Linked DNA regions of Danio rerio: region 2 is linked to region 1. The links are chromatin contacts, called in public HiChIP or PLAC-seq maps. All regions are on one chromosome and are shown on one strand. The core of a region is the stretch at or near the end of the contact, and the rest is flanking DNA. Distances in the headings are between cores, read along the strand shown.

What was found. HiChIP or PLAC-seq counts read pairs in DNA pulled down with a chosen protein or histone mark.
Region 2: an H3K4me3 HiChIP or PLAC-seq map of gastrula embryo shows a contact between it and region 1, with 2.3 times the contacts expected there. The contact joins the promoter of znfl1g here to the promoter of zeb1b in region 1. A contact is called at or near these places in 3 of 4 datasets of contacts at active chromatin or transcription factors (caudal fin, embryo and gastrula embryo).

What each region holds. Positions count from the first base shown.
Region 1 is chr12:28,647,097-28,654,788 of GRCz12tu, reverse strand. It overlaps zeb1b (zinc finger E-box binding homeobox 1b), which reads left to right and starts at 2,915. Exons shown (of 8, transcript NM_131709.1): 1 at 2,915-2,998. The coding sequence starts at 2,941.
Region 2 is chr12:28,764,621-28,772,312 of GRCz12tu, reverse strand. znfl1g (zinc finger-like gene 1g) reads right to left here and starts at 4,092. Exons shown (of 2, transcript NM_001145701.1): 1 at 3,717-4,092; 2 at 926-2,447. The coding sequence starts at 2,443. The coding sequence ends at 926. It also overlaps a transcript of znf438 not described here.

The DNA of each region.
Region 1 (7,692 bases), core at 1,666-4,165:
TATGAGTAAAAAGTAGCCCTTTTAAAAGTAGTGAGTGTTACACTGTGAAAAGTTGATGCGTTTACATGCAGTTTGTCCAGGGATGTGTAAACATAACATACTGTAGTGCATTTAGTGATCTTCCTATATTCCTTCTTTCCTTCCATTGTTTGTTTGTTCTGTCCTTCCTTTATTCATTTGTTTGTCCCTTTATTCATTTGGCCCTTCCTTCGTTCCCTCATTCATTCATTAATTTGTTCCTTCATTCTTTTTTCCTTCCTTCATTTGGTCCTTTGATCATTCATTCATTCGTCTTTCCTTCTTTCGTTCCCTAGTTTGTCCTTCTAGGAAGTCCTTCCTTGAATGCTTCTTTCGTTCATTTGGTCCTTTCTTCCTTCATTAGTTCAGTCCATCCTTCCTTCATTATTTAGTTGTTCAGTTCTTGAATCCTTCCTTCATTCATGTGGTCCTTCCTTTCTTCAATTGTTCAGTACTTCCTTACTTCCTCCTGTCCTTCCTTTCCTTCTTTGTTTCTTAGTTTGTACAGTCCTTCCTTAAATCCTTCCTTCATTTATTTGGCCCTTTCTTTGTTCACTTATTCATTCATTCCTTCATTCTTTTTTCCTTCCTTCATTTGGTTTTTTGTTCTTTCTTTCATTCATTCATTCATTCGTTTCTTAAACTGTTTAGTTCTTCCTTGAATCCTTTCTTTCATTCATTTGGTCCTTCCTTCATTAGTTCAGTCAATCCTTCCTTCCTTTCTTCGTTCCTTAGTTTGTTCAGTCCTTCCTTGAATCCTTTCTTCATTCATTTGGTCCTTCCTTTCATTCCTTGTTGTTCGGTCCTTCCTTTAATCGGCCCTTCCATCCATTCTTCATTCGTTCCATTTAGTGATTGTTTAAAGTGATTTAGTGCTTTCAGTCAGCATACAGTCGACATCCTTCATTTTCTCATCAGTGACTTGCAGTCTATAAACAGTCTCTGGGTCATAGCGTGAAAAGATTTTGAACATCTTTTTAGACATTTTTTTAATGCTTTCAAAAGGTTTGCTGCATTTATAAAGTGCCCATGCCTTGAGGTTGTTCAGTAGGACGGTATTTACTTTCTATGTGTGATTTGATTGAACAGGAATCACAGGACTGATTTTTCTACTTTCGCCAATCACCATAGACAAGAAAGAAATAAAGTAGTGACTGCAGTTTAAAGGAAAATAGTGGAATAAAAAAAATGTACAGGGAAAGTAAAAAAAAAAAAAAAAAAAAAATGTTCTCAAGGGAAAGTAAAGTACACATTTTTAAAAACTACTTAGTAAATTGCAATTCCTGAGAAAAGTCACTCAGTTACAGTAATTGGAGAATTTGTAATTTGTTACTTTACACCACTGATATGCAGTATGTCAGAACTGTGTGATTCCTAATTCGAGCCTTTGTTAATGGGCTTAAATTAGTGTAACTTTTAATTTCATTCAGTCATTCATTTTCTATTGGCTTAGTTCCTTTATACTTCAGAGGTTGCCCCAGCGGAATGAACCGCCAAATTATCCAGCATATGTTGTACGCAGCGGATACCCTTCCAGCTGCAACCCAGTACTGGGAAACACCCATACACTTTCACATGCTCACACATATCGTGTCCCCCAACTTTAATTTAATTTATTTTACTTTTAACATTTTTTAAAAGATTAGCAATAAAATAGAAATACATAATGCTTATTATAATGAATAAAACAGTTATAATTATAATTATAGTGTATTACATTACAATGTAAAAAAGAAATATATCGTAAAATAGGCAATTATTATATTCATTATGATTAATTTGCTATTTAATTTATTTTACTTTTTAACATTCTATCCTCCATATTATTTGTTTCTGTCTTTGTTTAGCAAAAGCTTTTTGAATGCACATTAAAATCAATGTTCTACATTAGGCAAGGGTTAACAGCATAAAACATATACTTTAAGATAAATATAAGACAGGTAAATGTTTTCCTACTCATATCAAGTGCAGATAGATAATCATATTTTAAATATAATCAATATAGGATTATCTATCTAAATTTTATATAAATAGGAAAACATGTCCCTGTTTTATATTTACCTTAAAATATTTATTTTATGCTGTTAACCCTTGCCTAATGTATAATAAATTATACAAAAAGTTATAATTTTTTGTACATTTACGCTATGCAGATATCGGCTATATTCTTCATAGCATAAATTTACAAAAAAAAAAACAGAAAATAAAAACAGAAATATTTTTAACAATAGGCTGTTATTATATTTATTATATTTTTTTAAATATTTTTGTAGCCAAGACTTTGTATATATGTACAGATAATGACTTTAATTAAAGTATACCTTAAATACGAGTCATATAAGAGTGACTAGTCTCAGCGACCACCATACAATAAGATAAAAGCTTCTCAAAGCAAGTTTCATGACAAGTAGTTTTGTGGTTTATCATGAATGAGTAACAGTTGTTGCCAAGATTGAGACAGCGTGTGTGTGTGTTTGCGTGCGCGCGCAATAAACAGGTGCACGCGTCAAACTTTCCCCGCCCCCACTCACACTGTAAAATAATACATAATTTGACGCTAGGTTCAGTTTGCGTATCTACCGTTGCACTTAATGACTGTTTTATGCAAACAACCTTGCTTCCTCTGAGCTGTCAATCAATACAGACACCGAAGAAGTGTTCGTGCTCACGGACAGGTTGATCGGTGACCGTTTCGGACAGGCAGCAGCGCCACGGGGAGCGCGTGGTGTGAGGGGCGGGAGTTGGCCAGAGACGGGGGTCTGAGCGCCAGAGAGAGAGGTATAGGAGCCAGAAGGTAATGTCGTAAAGCCGAGTGTCGTAAACCAGGTGCAGGGAGGGGAGGTGGAGTAGAAGGGAGGGAGGGGAGGTGTGGGGGCGAGAGGAGGTGACTCTCCAGCAGCATTTAGACACAGCGAAAGGATCATGGCGGATGGCCCCAGGTGTAAGCGCAGAAAGCAGGCGAACCCGAGGAGGACAAACGGTGAGTAAAAACCCTTCGCTTTGATTGGCGACGGCTGATTTCATTCAACTCTGGACTCCGGGCCGCTGGCAGAACTTCTCGAGCCCTTCAAAGTGCTGGAAAGTAGCGCTGTGTTATAGCCCCTATCTGGTGTACCGTTATACCTGCCGCGCTCGCGACTCTCTCTCCGCCTAGCGGTACAGAGCGCGAGCGCGGACCGTTATTCGCAGCCAGTCCCATACAAGTGACTCTCGCTTTTGTTTCCCCTTTTATTCCCCTTTGCCTCGAGTTCACTTTGTTAAGCTTTCTGATCAAAACAGATACTTAGGATTGGGTCTGTTTCTCGTCACTGCTGGCTTTTCCTCTTTAGATTCGACCGAACTGAAACTTATTTTCTCGCTCAAAATGTACCTGTTTGGTCCGATGCGGCGGATTTGGTTTCACACGAAACAGACTGAGCGATTGAAGTGGGGAAACGCTTTCATAAATACATGTTTGAGAACAGACCGCTTGTTCGGGAGGATTTTGTTTTATTTTCGTTAACTGCAAACTTTGTTTAGTGTATCTGCAATGGGGCTGTTCCGCTGTCTGTGTGGTAGCAGGTAGCTAGCGGCTAGCAGAATCCTAAAAATAACCTTTGATGGTAAACATTTTAGCTTATGGAGATGGATAAACATGTTTATATCGCCGAGGTGACAGTTTGACTTGTTTACTTCCTACGCAACAGCTACAAGTCGCACTTTTGTCATCCAGCTGAACAGAAAGTGCCTGATAACAGCAGCACGCTGCTCTCCGGTGCCGCTGCAGTAGAAAAGGGGGCATGTATTCAGTTCGCGGTGATGTTTGACAGGAAAGTTTCTTCTTGAAGTTTACAAAGCACAAAATAAGGGTGTGTTTATGCAACAGTCCTGCCAGTCTATAGGCGTCCCCGCGGGATTCGGAGCACGATGCCAGTTAAAGCAACCTGTTTGTGCAGCCAGCCTGCCACATTTCTAGTTGGGTGGTAACGCTGAGGAGAAAAGGAAAGGAATCTGAAGGGCTGTCTGCTGCTAGAACAACTGCTGCAGCCTATATAAGGAATGCGTATACATCCCGAGCAGCGCAGACAATCCTGATAAATCGCTCTGCTGCAGCTGGACTTACTGCACTGACACTTTATTTGTTTTGGGGACTTTATGCATCCGCTTTGTAACGCAGCGTCCTTAACTGTGTAGTTTTCTGTGTGGTGGATAACTTACTACTGTACTGGCGATTTGCGATCTTGAAATATGACTATTTACCTTGCATCTTGTGCATAGCAGAGGTTTAGACGTCAACCTAACTAAATTCACTGAGGAAATCGATAACGAGAAACGTGAGGCGTGCTTCACCTCTTGCGCGCGCGTGAGATAAGGCAACATTAACTAAAAACATCGTTTTCATTCAAACAAACTCGCTCCTTTTCGATTCAAGTGCATAGTTAATTTTTAAGATGCTTAAGCAGACGCTAGTGAAGAAAGAGACTTTTCCTCAGGCTGACGCCATGCGCGCGCCATGTAGCGGTTCTCTCAGCACGCGCGTGTGTGAGCGACCTGTAAATATGTGTCTACCTGATCGGACAGGAGGACAAAAATGTCACTTAGGTTTTTCATAAATGTCATCTGACCATCTTGCTCGTTTTTTGCTACCTGAACTTGCTGACAAGGAAGGAGTCGTTGTTTTTCACTCTGTGAGATACATTGTCTCGTTTTGAAAGCAGACGGGAGGCGTTTCTCGTGCGTTGCAGCAAATGTCAACTTGTGCAGGTATACCAACGATGTCTGTGTAGTGTTTTTCGCATGCCTTCTCACTCTCAGCTGTTGTCGTTTGTTTTTAACTGTTGAACGGATGGATGCCTGTTATCATTCGGCTTTCTATAGCGCTTGCTCCTAAAGCACAGCCTGAGCAAAGAGCATCCTCGGTACAGTTTCTGGAGCATCGTTCGTGATCATTTACCTAGCGATAAAAGCATAGGCGTGTTCTTAAACGGTTAAACCTGAAAAGATTTTACACCATGAGGCTTGAGGGTGATTTTGTTGCGCTTTTCTGCCGTGTTGGATTGAAATAAGTGCTTTGTCATGGGGCGTTTGGCAATGCTCACCGCACTGCAGGTATCTGAACGCAGAGACGCACCTGAACCGTGCGTCAGCAACTTGTACTTGAACATCTCCACTTATTGGTATTGTTGACATATTATGTCATGATTATGTTAATCGTTATCTTTGTGTGTTTAATAAAGCTTGCGTTATCATTTTAAGCTCAAAACAAAATGTTTTTGTTTAAGAAACAAAGCAAAAAAGCAAAAAAAAAAAAAAAAAAAAAAAAAAAAAAAAAAAAAAAACAGGTTGAGCAATTAAACATAGGCTGTAGCTCTACGCATCCTGACCGTTAATTATCTGAAGTCACGGGTTGACCTAGGAGCGCACCCGCCGAGTATCAGCGCTCCCGGTGCGTGATCAACGCTCCCTGAGAGTGCGCGTCCCTGCGTCATTAGCATACGCCCCTCCCCCTCCGCGCCCCCGTGAGGAGTGTTGATCAGACCGTGTATAATTGGAATGTGGCCGCCTGAGTGCTTCACCGTTTGGTGTAAAGGCCAACAGTAAATGTTCACTGGAGGCATACTGTCTTCTAGATAGATTCATTCTGTGTTTACAAGACTTACCTTTGCTTTAATTACTATAATCAAGATGAATTGAATGTTTTTATTTCAACTCACTTTACAACTATTTTAATTCAGCCAAGGAGGCCTTGATGTTTGAATCCTCTACTAAAGAATGTGAACGGTACTGTTTGTATATAACATCTTCTGCTCTAATTATAATTCAGACAACCTTTACCGGCTTAACAATCCCACATAATTAAAAAAAATCTCCCTTAGGTCTTTTGAGATGTTGCTTGTTGCTCTTATCAGTATAGGCCTAATTGTTGGCAGCATCGCAGTGCTGATAAATCACAGATGGAACAAGTTGCAGCAATGAGATGAGTGGTTACACATGCACATAAATATATGTGCTTGAAACTGCAAAAGTGAACAAACTGGATATATATGTCAATTAATAATTTCCAAAACAATCACGTTTACACAGTGTACTGACTACGGAAAAGTTTAACTTTGAGTTTTAAAAGCTTCTGATACAGATAATAACACTATAAAATGATTTTCATTCATTATTATAATAGCATGCTGGACTAATACTGTCACTGTATGGCATGGCATCTTGAGCAGCACAAACACATTCTTGTAATCTCTTGTTGAAGTGGTTGTCTATTAGTAGGGCCAGAGAGAATCTGCAGATATCTATTGCTATTTCTGTGGAGAATTTTGAAAAATATTTGTGGATTTATGTGGAATCATTTTATGAGTATCATAACTAAAAACTAAATATATATATTTTTTACTTTTATCTAATGTTTACAATGCGAATCCAATTAGATCAACTTACTTGGTAAACAAAGCAAGTCTCTCATGTAATAGATCTACTAAAAGATAGAAAATATTACTTTACAAACTGCATTGTAAATAAATTATAAGAACATTTTAATATTACTATTATTATATCACAATAATATTAGTGAAATTAATTTAAAAACTGAATAAATGTAAATTTACACACATTTACACGTGTAAATACATCTCAACGATGGGCTAAAAATTTGCAGAAATCTGTGCATTTCTGTGCGTGCAGATTCCGTGTGGCCTTATCTATGCATGCAGTAACATAATTCATAATTCACTACATTACATTTGTGTAATTAACTTAAATTAAGTCAATACCTGTATAATTTAAGACCAAAATGTATGTAAGACCCCTCAAATGCAGCTGTCATGTAAATTATGTCCAAAACACACACACACAAAAAAGATAGGGCCGAATTTATTTTTAGTTGAAAACAAAGTATCATAACTTCAGTATCATAACTTTCTTCTGCTTGAATGTTGAAAGATTTGATTCAAATCTGATATCATAATAAAAAAAAGTCTATTTAACGTTTATGTAAATATATATTTTTAAAGATTATTAAAAGTTTATAAAGGTAACAGTAGTTGTTTAAGAACTGTAAAATATTTTTATTTTATTTTTATGCTCATATGACTTTCATTTACGGATTAGTATCATCCAAGTAAACATGCAATATTAAAACCATCCTGACAATTATTATATATATATATATATTTGGCTAATAATGAAAATCTTCCTGACTCATTTATGAGTCAGATTTCAGTGTACTCATATCTGTAACTTTTGTAAGTGTTATTGTGGTTTCTGCACATAGTCGCTGTGGGGGAGGTGAACTTTTCTCCCCTGGTGCTGATTTTTTTACCAGACTCTGCTCGCATGTGACAGCAGCACTTCACTATCAGGTGAAAAATTTGTGACGTGCCTGTTGCTTTGGCTGAAGGCAGAGTGTTAACCTCGAGATGAGCTGTTGGCCAGGTGAAGAATGTTTTACAAGCTAGAAAATTCATTAAATCTCTCTCGCTTTTAACCTTGTTGACTTGCCTGAATGAATAGATAAAACATCAATTCTCTAAATGTACTGGACTGTTATAAACACAGTAAACTTGAGGCCCAGGGAACAACCCACTGATTTGAACTCTCCGTCTTGGAGTGGAATGCTAAATAGTCAACAGACTTTCAGAGTACTTTAGGCAGTCTCAGGTGAAGTTATCTGTAGTATGTGAGGAAGGTGAACTG
Region 2 (7,692 bases), core at 2,843-5,342, 120 kb before region 1:
AATGTTCAGGTGTGTTCATCTAGGTGTCTGGTGTTGTGTGTCTCTGGTCATTCTCTGGAACATCGGAACACCTGCAATCACACAAAAGAGAAAAGGGAAACGTATCTTGCCCAAAAAAAGATTTTAGAGAAATTGTCAAACTGCCTATAGAAATTATAGAAACTGTCCCTATTTAATATAGACAGGACACTACAGTGTTTATCAGTGGTGGTTTATGTCTTCATCCTCAGGCGACAAGCTAGAGCCTAAAAACTCTAGTCCCGCCATATCTGGACTCTGAAAAACACTACTGTCATCTATCCCTCGTCTCTAGGCAAACTCACGTTGATCCATTTATCAAGTCCCTGAACTTTATTTATTGAATCAGATACTAAAACCTTCTCATATGAGCTCTCACACCTAGATTTTAATGGTAATATCTGAGGTTGTCGTATCTTTACCCATTTTCTGGGCTCTAAACTATGGCCCCTCTTCAGAGGTGACAAAACTTTATTATTGTCCTCATGTACTGCCAGGCTGAGTCTTGCTTTGTATTGGACAAGGCTGTCAGATGTCAGATTTTCTGTGGACATGGGCTGGCTTGGGGCATGTTCAAAAGGGCATAGTCTGTTTCCATCCATACTGCATTGGTTGCCATCACGCAGTTCTTTTGCATCGTCCATCAGCATTTCTTTTTTTGAGTTTTCATTTGCAGTCTGCTTTCTGTCTAAGACTGATCGGTGGTCTTTCTGAAGCTGTCTTAATGCCGCTGTATGTTCACCTCTCTCCTTTACGGCTTGTTTGGCAACACCATCTACTAGGACATCAAACTTGTCTTCATCTGTTGAGACTTCTGTGTCAGCTTTTATCTTACTGTTTGCATACACATTCAGTTCATCAGCTTCTGGAAAAGACGTCACTAGCTGGTGCTGCAGAGAGAGGTTCTTCAGTTTCCCTGCGGCTGTACTGCATTTAGCAGAGTCTGTTTTTGTTGTATTGTTAGCTGCTGAAACTGCTTGAACAGGTGGTCATCATCCTTGCTTTGATGTTTTAAACTGAGCTTGCACTCACGGGCCCAGTGTCCTTCTTCATTGCAATTTCTACATCTTCCTTTAGTTCGTAGTTTTGAGTATCCCATATACTCACGTTCTTTTTGCTCATCCTCAATTGTTCTGTTCTTGTAAAACAAACTTTTCGATTGCAAAGATCTGAGTCTGACATCTTGTGCTCTCTCCAGTTTAGCTGACCATTCAACAATCTGGATGAAAGTTGTTACAGTGCTGTCCCAGTCATCATACCTGATTTTAAGATCTTTAGAAATCTCAGGATTGAGTCCATTGACAAATGTTGTTTTCAGGGGAATTCCAGTGTCTTTGTCAAGATCTTCACTTGTATTCAGACCAGAATGTTCCGTCCATATTTGTCTGAAGCGTTCTTCAAACTCTGCAACACTTTCTCCAGTTTTCTGCATGCATGAGGTAATTCTTGCCCAATTGACCTCTGCAGGTTTCAGTTCAAACAAGAAGTTTTTTATGGCTTCCCATCCATCCTCTATGTTTTCTTGTGATTCACCAATCCTTCTTTCAACACTTTCTGTGAGTCTCTTTTGGTCACTGTCTCTTAGGGTGACATTAAGAATCATCACACCGTCTAGTGGATGTAAAATGTAGATTTTCTGCAGTCGTTGAAGAAACTGCCAAACCTTTCGTGGTTGTTTGTATACATCTGGCAGCTCTTTTGACCATTTGTCAACTTGCTCTGGAGTAGCTGGATGGTATGTCCTGTATGGAACATACTTCTTTACCACTTTTGTCACAGTGCGAGTTCGTCTCTCTCCATTGTCTTCATAGCCCTCCTCATTGTCAATTTCAACGTTAGTCCTTCTGTGTTTGACAATCACAGGAGCTAATCTAATCTTTGAGTTCACTGGGTCATGAACACAGGCGTTGATGGAAAGATCAGCCTCACTGTCAACAAAGCTGCTTGAAGATCTTGATTCCAGCTGTTTGGAGATCAAAGTCAATAGCTTGTTGTTTTCCTTTTCCAGTCTTTCTTTATCCTTCTTTAAGTTTTGCAATTGTTCAGCCAGTGCTCGAACTTTAGCTTTCTCCGCTTTGTTCTCACGTTCTAATTTGTCAATCTCACACTTATGCTCATGTTGAAGAATTTGCTTAACCAAAATCACAGACAATCCGTCCTTCTTGGTGGTTGTGCATAAGCGCTGTGTCTTTCCATAAGCCCTTTTAATGTCCGGCAATGCCCATAATCCACTCTGTGAGTGCTTGATGCTGTACTTCTTGCATACATCATCACAACACTTCCTCAGTCCCAGCCTTTTGTCTAAATATGCATTCAAATTCTCCAACATCTGGTCAATGGTAACACATGGAGGTTCTGTTCCATGTTTTTCTGATGTTGTTCTCAGGGTAGCTCCATTAGCATAGTTTCTTGCAGACTCAGCCATGGGAAGTACAGGACAGTGCTCTCAGAGGTGTGAAACAGAACAAAAGGTGTTAGAGCTAATAAAGGTGCTTATTCAAATTTAAATTCACAGCAGTCTGTTAAACCATTACAAATACATAGACAGATTCAACATTTTTTTCAAAGCTAAATTAGTGGCTAATAAAGTAGCACTTCATTCTTTCAGTCCCAATTCTTATTTGGCTACTAACAATCTTTGAACAAATGTATTAAACTATTACTTTTACAATCTCTACAATCCCAACAAAGAATGTATCAAGCTTTGCTTCTGCATTATCTTAGTGATTTGACCAGAATTATTTTTTCACAGTTTCTACAATCTTCAAAGCAAGAATCAAGTCTAAAATTGCCTAAAAGCTTCTGTCTAATAACAATTCTTTCTGAGCATTATCTTAGAAGGCTAAGTAACTTTCTTTAGGATTTGTCCCTAGTACAATGTGCTTAAATCTTACTGTATCCTTAAACCTAAGGCAAATAGCTTTCAGTTTTATGCCATCATATTTTAACACAGTTAGAATTTTCAAAATTACAATAATGGCTACTGAATTAGCCCACAGTCAAGAATTCCTAATTCTCGCAGCAATATGAGTCTCAAACTATTTATGTTTGCTTTATATGGCTCCTAACCATCTTTGGACAAAGGAGCTAAACTGTTATTTTTCAATCTCTACAATCACAGCTGAGAATGGACCAAGCTCTGCTTCTGCATAATCTTAGTGATTGGACCAGAATGATTATTTAACAGTTCATACAAACTCCAGAAAACTAACCAAGCCTACAATGTTTTTAAGATTTCTGTCGTATCACAGAAGGCTCTGTTACTTTCAAAATTAAAATAGTGGCTACTGAATTAGCACCCAGTCAAGAATTCCTAATTCTTGCAGCAACATCAGTCCCAAACTATTTTACGGCTCCTACAGTCCCCTGGGGAAATGGACCAAATTATTTTCAACAATTCCTACAATCTCCAAGAGAAAGGACCAAATTGTTTCTTAAATAATTCCTACAAGTACCCTGAGAATGGACTAAGCCTAAAATTTCCACTGCTCTTTCAAAATCTTTTGATAAATGGACCTAATTGTTTCTTTAACAATTTCTGCAAATATCAAGAGAAAGCCTGAAATTTCAGCAATACTATCACTGAATTTAGTTTTTTACTGCACTACATATACAGGTCAATCTGCTTACTTTAATGGTTACTTATAAAAGATGTCTCTTTTAAGGGTTCTTTAAGAGAGCTGATAAGTTTCACTCACCAAACTAGGATCTTTGAGATGAGATCCAGTTGATAAAATAAAGTGTGTCCACAGATACAATATGTAGATCCAGGACTCGTCCACAAACAAAATCTGTTTATCTTCAGCTTTAACTGTAGATTCTCCAAGATTCTTCAGTTCATTTCTTGTTGCAGTTGATGAGTTTTCCTCTTTTCAGTCTCTCCTGGCTGGCTCGCCAAATTGTTAGATTTTGCTGTATTTGGCTTAACCGTTCTTGGGTGGCTCGCCAATGTATTAGATAACTCTAATACATAAAATAAGTAAGCTGACCAAAGTTCTTACGGAGAGAAGACTTTATTGAAGACAATCAATAGTGCAGTTCCTCAGCAGTGATGTTAACCCGTCGGTCTTCAAGTAACTTAACTCAAAGTACTGTCTGTGAGACAGTACTTTATATTAGCATCAAACAAAACATTCTGTTTACGAGGCTCAGCAGGACCCTCTTCAGATGTTTCAGCTGTTGTTTTGCTAATACCCATTGAGATTGTAAAAGGGTCATTTAGTTCACACCTATCAGTTTGTGGGGGTCGAGGCACAGGTCACCCCATCATATCACATCAGAGTTTAATCAATGTAAATGCAACTGAACTAAAATGCACATAATCTTTCAGAAGAGGTCAAATTTGTCATTTTTACTGTTGATCATCAGTTGGCACTATTTACCCTTCAGATGGCCCTGTGCAAAAAAAAAAGAAAAAGAAAAAAAAAGCTTAGTTTCTGGATTTTATATGGCGTATAACAGCAAATAAAAGTGTGTATGTGTGTCTGAGTGTGTGAGAGTGACCTTTACGCACTTACCTTAATGTGTCTGAGAAAATCAAAATATGCATCTCAGCTCTCAGAACTACATGGAGCAAACAAAAACAAAGACTGTATTTATGCACCATCAAATGTGCGTATAATGGAAGTCAATGGGGAAAAACAGCCACCAACAGTAAATAAGTGGGAATAATGAAAATCTAGCAATGCATCAAAGACAATATTGTAACTAATTGTCTGTTCTCATCTCCAAGACTGAAATAAAAGGGAAAAAAAAACAGCCCACAATTATTTTTATATTAAAAAATGTAATTTTTATGTGTTTTTTTTCTTCACCAGATCAGTGACATCAAATTGTGAATTTAGAAAATAAAGAGTTAAAATCCTGTAATTTTCAAAACAATTTTGTAGTTTTGATCAGGATTGAGGTTGATTTAAAAGATTATGAAAAAAATAATCTGATGCATTTTTTACAGCAGTTTAATTCAGTGGATGTTTTCATCACTACCATAACAAAAGGGTAGTACATTTGAACAGTGTACAAGGGTTAAGCATGCTGAATTGATAATCATCAGTGTTGTCAGAGAGAGAGAGAGAGAGAGAGAGAGAGAGAAAGAGAGAGAGAGAGAGAGAGAGAGAGAGAGATTGGATGTACAATTTAACAAATTAGCCACTGCATAAAAAGCAAAAGTGATAAGACAGAGCACTGTTCTAATTCTTACCTATATCAATATGCAAATATATTTCGAAAACATGAGCCATCTGAAATGAAGAAAGTGATCAACATTATTTATATTAAAAAAGATAAAGCAAGAGCCACTTTGTTTACTGTTTGAATGCATGCAGTTGACCTTTTTTTGAATAATGAATTCAGCTACTGATATAGACAGCTGTTTTGTATAATTCAGACAAGTGACTGCTGTTTGGCTGTAGGCTTTGCATGTGTTCAGGTGACAACACAGTTAGCTTTCATCGCCACTAATGCCAGTGGCGTGTCAGTGATATAGAAAGAGATCCCATGTTTGCTGGATACTGTCCAATGTTTAGATCTAACATCCATTTCTTTGAATTTTGTTTTGTAAGGAAATTCACATCACATGGAGTGGACTTGTGTATATATATGGTGAATAAATGTTTACTTTGAAACCTTATGCACTGGCCTTTAGACAAATTCTGTCAAGTGTGCTCAAACCTTTGATAGTGTAGTCGAAGCTGCAGGTTGGATTAAAATAATTAAGACATTGTAACAGTTAAATATATATCTCATCATTAATTATTAAATATATATTCTCAATATACAGCTGCATATAGTATTTATCTATATATATTTGTACTTTATCTATACAAGTATACATATACAGTGCATCCGGAAAGTATTCAGAGCGCTACACTTTTTCTACATTTTTTATGTTACAGCTTTATTCCAACATGCATTAAATTGATTTATTTCCTCAAAATTCTACACATAATACCCCATAACGACAATGTGAATTTTTTTTTTGCTGCATTCATCTTTCCCTCTATCCTGACTAGTCTTCCAGTTCATGCTGCTAAAAAACATTCCCACAGCATGATGCTGCCACCACAATGTTTCACCGAGCGGTGCCTGGTTTTCTCCAAACTTAACGCCCGACATTCACTCCAAAGAGTTCAATTTTAGTCTTATCAGACCAGAGAATTTTGTTTCTTATGGTCAGAGAGTCCTTCAGATGCCTTTTGGCAAATTGAGGAGTGGCTTCCATCTGGCCACTCTACCATACAAGCCTGACTGGTGGATTGCTGCACAGATGGTTTCTGTAAGGTTCTCCTCTCTCCACAGAAAAACGCTGGAGCTCAGACAGAGTGACCATCGGGTTATTGATCACCTCCCTGACTAAGGCCCTTCTCCCCCGTTCACTCAGCTTAGATGGCTGGCCAGCTCTGAAAGAGTCCTGGTGGTTCCAAACAGTTTCCCACTGTGCTCATTGGAGCTTTCAGAGCAGCAGAAATTTCTCTGTAACCTTCCCCAGCCTTGTGCCTCGAGATAATCCTGCCTCGGAGGTCTACAGTCAATTCCTTTGTCTTCATGCTTGGTTTGTGCTTTGACATGCACCATCAACCCTGCGACAGGTTTATGCCTTTTCAAATCATGTCCAATCAACTGAATTTACCACAGGTGATCTCCAATTAAGCTGCTGAAACATCTCAACAATGATCAGTGGAAACAGAATGCACCTGAGCTCAATTAAGAGCTTCACGGCAAAGGCTGCAAATACTTCTGTACATGTGATTTTTCAGGTTTTTTATTTTTAATAAATTTGCAACAATTTCAAAAAAAAAAAAAATTCACATTGTCATTATGGGGTATTATGTGTGGATATTTGAGGAAATAATTAATTTAATCCATGTTGGAATAAGGCTGTAACATAAAAAATGTGGAAAAAGTGAAGCGCTATGAATACTTTCCGGATGCTCTGTATAACAATAGGTAGTTTTTTAAAAACATTACTTTACCCTTTTTAATGAACGGAAACACATGCTTGAACAGACTGATAATATAAATCACCACACATTTCACCATGGAAAAATAGTTTAAATATATAGCATTTCCATCCAAAAACACAACACACAATATTTATGACACAACCATACACACACGTTCATACTGAATCTAACAGATAAAGCTTGACCAAATGGAGTTCTTTTTTAAGGGATATTTTAAGTCCTTATTTTTGGACCTCCCCTGCTGAAAAGTGACTCTCAGCAGAGGAATTATTTATTTTTCAAACTATGTGTTTATCTATATGTATTCGTGGAACGTCATTGATTATTGGTGTTACTTAGAAAGTTCTCTGACATGTTATTTCAAGCATGCTAATCATGCCCCGTTTGTATTCAGTCAATTGCAAATTGTCAATTTGGCCGAGTGGCAATGTGTTTTTGATGAGCGTTTGTTAGTCTGTTTCACCTGATTCACTCATCTGAAGCAGTCACTAACACACTACATCTCCACAAAATAATATGATTATCATCCTTACGGGCAGTTATATTACATCTGCACCTGTGCTATGGACTGAATTTGAGGTTTAAGATGAATATTTTATGAATATATAAAGTTGTAATGCATATCACATCCAAATGTTAAAGAGAAAAAACAAAAGCACAAAACAAATAAACACCATGAAATCCAAGCATTACAAAAGATCAACAACTTAAA